2 separate regions of the Drosophila melanogaster genome follow, and region 2 is linked to region 1. A link is a contact called in public Hi-C data. All regions are on one chromosome and are shown on one strand. The core of a region is the stretch at or near the end of the contact, and the rest is flanking DNA. Distances in the headings are between cores, read along the strand shown. Region 1 overlaps Eip74EF (Ecdysone-induced protein 74EF). Region 2 overlaps Eip75B (Ecdysone-induced protein 75B).

The links. A called contact is a pair of places that touch in the nucleus more often than the background predicts.
Region 2: a Hi-C map of the Kc167 cell line shows a contact between it and region 1, with 5 times the contacts expected there. A contact is called at or near these places in 5 of 107 Hi-C or Micro-C datasets (the Kc167 cell line, the S2 cell line, embryo and 2 more).

Annotation. Positions count from the first base shown.
Region 1 is chr3L:17,568,576-17,571,894 of dm6, forward strand. All of the region lies in intron 5 of Eip74EF (Ecdysone-induced protein 74EF), which reads right to left. Among named protein-coding and RNA genes, the nearest start is that of CycT, 12 kb to the left of the region's middle.
Region 2 is chr3L:17,956,701-17,960,019 of dm6, forward strand. It overlaps Eip75B (Ecdysone-induced protein 75B), which reads right to left. Exons shown (of 8, transcript NM_001259893.2): 6 at 2,682-2,920. Among named protein-coding and RNA genes, the nearest start is that of lncRNA:CR45393, 11 kb to the left of the region's middle.

The DNA of each region.
Region 1 (3,319 bases), core at 541-3,040:
TGCTATTTTTCTTTGTTGAATTCGAATTTGGACTTGAACCGAACTGGCTCGTTGATATGTGCGCGGCATTTTGGGACAGTTACATCACAATTCCGGCGGATAGCGCAGCATTTGCCGCAATAGTAGGTCAATGTAGGTACGAGCCATCGCTGCCTGCTTGTTACCTCTAAATGATTAGTTCGCCTTATAGAGCCGATATGCTTTTTGTTTTTTATACTCAGTTTGGCTGGGTTTGTTTTCGGCTGTGCGGTGGATAAGGCGTCATCCGTGGTGCTTGAGTTTTGTTTACAATTTTTCATAGCATTTCCGAAAGCCGTAGAAGCTGCCCGCCTGTCTGTCCGACCCACAACAGCAATAACAATTGCACACCAGCACCATCAGCAGCAGCAGCAGCAGCAACAACAATTTGTAATTGTTTATGGCATTTTGGTTATTGGCCTATTTTTGATGTGCCCAACAACCGACATTTGTGAGCTTGTGAGTTGTGGGCGGTTTTGTAAGAAACGGAAAGTGATTTCTGTGTGGGCCCAGCTGAAGGGGGATTTACCTATTGAGCTCAGCCTTTATCACCTATCCAGTATTTTCATCTGACATTAATCAGTGGAAAGTAGGCAAATGAAACTGTATACTTGGGAGTTGTTGGCTGAAATTATTGCTTTGGTTTTGGCCGATCGAATTACGGGGGAAACGAGCTGAAGGCATATTATGGCCAAATGAAAGTTCACTTTTTAACTATTTTCGATAAATATCTATCTTTAACTTTCTGTGTTCAGTTAAGGCGTTAAAGATTTCTAGATACCGAAATCAATTTGCAAATCTTCCTAGTACATTTAATCATGCATTTTTATGTTGTTTACATTAAATGTGCGCCCTTCCTTTAATAATCAATCATAAAACTAGCCTTGCCCCAATTGTTAGCCCGCAAAAAACATATTCAAATTCTATTTAGCAAAACAAAAAACCATTAAAAAATACCAGTGACGGATGCCAGGCGAATTCCCCGAATAGCTGAAGCCAAAAACGACAGCCACTAGAAATTGCTTTGTATCGATAATTTCACTTGTGCGGCGCAATAATGCGCCAAACCGGAATCAAAATGTTCCCCAACTGGGATATATGTATTTATTTCTTTATTTATTTTCAATAATAATAATAATACAATTTATGGCAGTGCAAAAAGCGAAAAAAGCAAACAGAATTATGGGTGTGGAAGAAAGCAAAATTCAAGTTAATTCGAATGCAGCAGCGACAGACGAAAGTAAAATGCACAAAGAGTCGAAAGCAAAATCAACAGGAACGGGCGACAACAACGCAAAAGTTCTATATTTAAATATTATAATTTATGTGTTTGTTTGGCAATTGTAGTATTTGTTGTTGGTGTGAATGTCTCTTCCCCAATTTTTTATGTGTACGTACTACAAATATATTTTTTTTGGGTTCCGTCTGCCTCGCTTTTGCACGATCCCCATTATTCCCAGTCCCATTCCCGTTCCCGTTCCCATTCCCATTCCCATTCCCCTTTTTTCTCTTCCTCTCTCTCTCTTTCTTGGCGGCTCTCTGCTGCTCTCTAAATTCCTGTTCTGCCGCCTTATTTTGGCTTTTATGCCGCTGCCAACTTCGCTGCTTTCACGACTGCCTGTGTATTGGTGGCCAGAATAAAAGCCAGTTGTTGTTCTCTCGCTTCTTCGGTGCGCGCGTATGTGTGTGTGTGCGCTTTTTGGAAATTCAGTCTCAAGTTCAAGGTCTCGCGGATAACGCACACCAGCAAAGACACACTGCTCACACGGACACGGGATTCTCATTGTTTACGCACACAGGCGCAGGCAGCGAGACATATGCATATCAGGCAATTTCTCATTGTCGTACGAAAATGTGTGTTTATTAGGGCTACATATGCAGTTAATACAAGTCCACACACAAACGCACATTATTCGTATTTATATAGACAACAGAAATTCTTCTTCAATATTTCCGCATTAAGAAATGATACGCGACTCGGTTGCGATCTGTGTGATTTTCTGTTTTTCTGTTTTTGCTGCGCTCGTTTGTTTTTTGCATTTTTTATGACCGCTATTTCTCTATACTCGAAAATTTCTCGTATCGCACAAAAGGAAATATAATGTAATTCTATATATACTTTCCGATGATTTGTTTTTATTTCGGCTGAATCTTTCGTTTTAATTTGTCATTAAGTACTTTTACTTGTTTTATGGTGTGGTATAATATGCATATAGATTGACGCATTTGCCCCTCGACAAGATGGTTTTATATGCCTTTCTAATTTGTTGCGATTGCCTAAATGAGATTTTGTAATGCGTTTTATTTTATGCACTGGGTTATGTTTTAAGAGATACGTTAATGATATGTCGCATTCTGAGCAGGCAATTACTCTTTTAATTTTATAAACAAATGTGTCGGTTTGAAACATTTTTTAATTTGCATAATTTAGTATCAACGATTTCGTTTAATATTTGTATTTTATAAAGTATATCTAATTTATGAAAAATGGCTCCTGCTTGGCTATATTATATTTTTGACTTCAAGTTTTTTTTTTCTCGTTTACCAGTCGAATATTGTCTAAATTCTCGTAGCTTCTGTTTATATTAACACTTTCTATGCGTGAAAAAATAAACATTTTTGGTCACGCGCCAACCTTTCTGGGGGGTTACAAGTGCTAATTGGTAGTGAATACTATAATTCTGCTCCGATATTGTCAAGATAATTGTTTTGTGTTTAAATTGCTAATCAGGAAGTTTACAACTATAATTTTATAAAAGAAAAAGCGCTGTCATGATTAAACCTCAAAATGTAATTTATTCGAAAAGAGTGGCATGTATATCAATAGACTTTTAAATTTAAGTATAAGTTTCCTCATTGTAAAAGCAAAATATATTTAAATGCGGAATGGTGTGGGCTTTCGTTGCATTTTGCAGCTGGTTTACCAAGAATCCGAGACCGCAGCCCCAAAAACGGAAATTTCGGCTAGCGCAGCAAGTTCTAGGTAGCCGCATTACGTATACGACTCGTTGTCGCGAATTTCCCAGCAACAAGTCTTGGGCCTTGACCCGACCTATTGGACTCGGCTGTGGCTATCAAGTGACCATATGGCCACACCACATCAGCTGCACTGCGAACGGGAGATATTTGCTGAATTCGGATTTTCTGCATTTGCTAATCCGATTTTGTAATTGAGTTACGTTGCCCGACTAGTGACATAATCCCTGCGACTAGGAATCGGGGACTCGGCGTCTCTCCTTGGCTACCGATAAGGAGATAAGTTGCGAGTGAGCAGAACCTCCATTGGCCAATTATGCGGAGA
Region 2 (3,319 bases), core at 436-2,935, 390 kb after region 1:
GGGCTGCTCTCTCGCTTTTCCCCACCCCACCCCACTCCATCCGTAGGCTACATCCCCCATAGTCGAGAGCTTTTGCCGCTGACATTAGCAGCCAAGGTCGACGAACTAGAGTTCAAGGTTCCGGATTGTGTGCTGTTACTCTATGGTTGTTATTCTTTTTCCTGCTTTCGACGCGTGTTTTTTGTATTTCGCCAGCGGAATGAGGTGGAAAAAAAGGGGCGGGGTGTGGGAATTGCTCAGCGTCTAAGCCGAGCGAATGTGCATGTTATTTCGCCATTTGGCTTTCCGGGTTTTGAGTTACACGAACATGCGCCAAGTGCCCCAGACAGCGAACGTGCCACCCCACGCCCAACCACCCCCTCCCCGTGCCATCTATCATCATCATCTGCCCACCATTGTTTTCAGCGACTTGGATTTTAATTTACGTTTGATTTCTTTCATGTGTGCTTCTCGCTTTTTACTTGCTACGTTCTGTTTCAATAAGCACACGTTGTGCTGTCTGCCGCCGAATCTCTTTTCTGATTCGATTTTCGTTTGATTAACCTTGAAAATGTGTTTTCTTCGCGCAGAAACATAAAAAAAAGAATGCCATAGAAACGCGCTCGCACGAAAGAGAGAGGGAAAATAGCAGCCGGCAACCGGCAAACTGATTTTCGCCACATTTTCTTTTTGCCGGCGCTTTGACGTCGTCGTATCATTTGATTTTCCGCCACGAAAATATTTCTCATCTGCGCAAAAGCGGAAATAGTTTGCGAAAAATACTAATGAGTGTGTTGTGTGGGGGGGCTATTTATGACTCGACTCCCGCTACCCGAATTGCCTTTCCTGACATATCACAAGATCCCATAACATCCCATCCGATTCGATTCGACCTTCAATTGGCGTTAGTGTGGCCTTGAGTTTTTGCCAAAAATAATTCGCAGAACTCATGTACCGGCTGATATGGACAGCCACAGATTGAATAATCTTTAGGGCTAATCGTTTCGCTAGAGGAATTTCTATTTCGGTTCCGAATTCCGAATTTCACCGAGATCGTAGCGCCTTAGCCTCACCTTGCACCGCCGGCGAATCTTCCGCCTTCCGTCATAAACTGAATTGCTGACATTTTGCATATTACGACGCTGTCTAAATGAACCACCTGACAATTTTACAGATTGCTCTCACTGTATCTGTATCTGTGCATACATGTACATAGATATGTATATATGTGTATTGCAGTTTTGTGACGCCGTTTGTCTGGCATTCGCTTCCTCATACTCATGACATTTTATGCATATTTTTTGTGCCATTATTGTTTACTCATATATAGTGGAAAATATGAACTGCAAACAGAGAAAGAGAGGGAAGCGGATCCGCTCATTTCGCTCACTCCAAGGTTAAAAAATAACTTGCTCCAAGGTCGCTGTTCTATACTACACATAGTACTTCTTAAACTTGTCGATCGCATTTGATTTCCTTTCTTTCCTCCCCAAACACCAAATCAAATTTTAACTTTTTTAGCCTTGCACTTGACTCTGACTTTGTGCCAATGTTTTTCCCATTTTTCGTTGTGCTCGTGTCGCTTTTAAATATTTTAATAATAATTTATTTAAATGGACAACGCATGTGTCTGGCCAGCTCGCTTGGTCTCTCTCTAATCCTGTGCTATCCCTCTCTTTCCCACCGTGATAGCAGCCGATGCTTGTGTGTGTGTGCTTTCATTAATAATGACGCTACGCTTGACCTTGAGCTTTAGAACTTTGTTTGCGTACTTTGTTGTTGCCGAGAGCCGGGACACGTTTTTTTTTTGTTATATAGCACTTTTCTTTATCGCTTTTGGTTATGGTATGTGAAATGATTTTTTTGGGCTATTATTTACAGCGCCGAATCTGTACTTCCTCTATTCTCCACCACGATCTATTTGGCCACAAAAAAAAAAAAACCAAGTGACGTCGATTGTAAAATAAACACTTTATGGAATTTACAAAGTAATCACAGAAATAAACGATAGCTAGCATTCATAGCATTCATCATTTAGCTGTCAGGGGAAACGTCATAAATCTGACATTGACAAGCTTTTCGTCAAGAACTTGACCCCAAACTTGCCACTTCAATGGCCACGTTTGGAGGCCCCGCAAGAATCGCCGAAGAGCGAAGACTCTGAAAAGAGTGGCTCGTAGACGCGTCTACGTGTGGCGCTCGATTTCCTGGTTTAGAATCGTGCAAACAGGTTCACCTTGGCGCATGACTAACGCCGGCAGTAGGCAGTAACCAGTAAGCCAAGTTGCCAGTTGCCAGTTGCTAGTGAGCAAAAGGCAAAAAGCAGTTACTAGCTAGTTGATATTGTTTTGCTGATCTATGCATGTCAACAGAAGTCGGCGGCCCGGAAATGTGACTTCGCCTACGCCGTAACCTTTGGCGGTCAATTAATAACGTACTGATTGTCTACATAGGGCAGCTGCTAGACATTTTCATAATTTTATGGCCAATGGTTATTTATGATTGTCTCTGTAAATGGAGTTGTAAAATCTCCACAATATATGCTTGTTTGTTCTACTTGACCGGATGGTAATAAATTAAAAAAAAAAACCATAATATTGTAATGATTTGCTGCTCACGCTAAAAATCTGACAATATCCTATTATAGTTTCTTACATTTTCTATCTATATTTCCCACTTTGGGAACTTAGGGTGAGACTTACCAGAAGTGTGGGCATGGAGTAGGAGGGGCAATCCCGCGCCCGCTGCCGCATCGCCGAGACCTTCTCCTTGGTGAACTCACAGGTCTCGAGGTGGGCGCGCAGCACGGCGGCGAGGAGGCGTGGCTGGTCATCCAGCTCGGTGGCGAGGGCTCGCTGCTGGCCGCGATTCTGGGTGCTCTGTTGCATGGCCGCCAGGATACGCGCCTTTTCGCGCTTCGGCACGCGTCCAAAACGCACAGCTGCAATTGGAAAAAGGACACATTCGGTTAGTTTTCGGCCTTGTAAGCGGTGCTTAAACCTAAACTTGAGCATAAAATTATGGGCCCCATCAATTACACACTTCACTGCATTGCGTAGCAGGTGCAACGTACAGCTGTTGTCCTGTTGTCACGCAGGAAGTGCCCCGTCTTCCCCTGCCATATTTACAGCCCTTCGAAGTGGGTCAATGCCTCAGCTGCCTCTGCGTTTCTGTGTTTCTTCAGTCTGTCAGTCTTCGGTGTTCAGTCTTCTCTCCCCTGTTACACTTTCTCTTTTTTTAGATTTTTAATTTCTGCCTTTGGCTGCAACCGAAAAATTTGTATGTGGGTGAACTTTCACATTTCACCAACGAGAGAAGAAAAAAAACCAGGCACATTTGC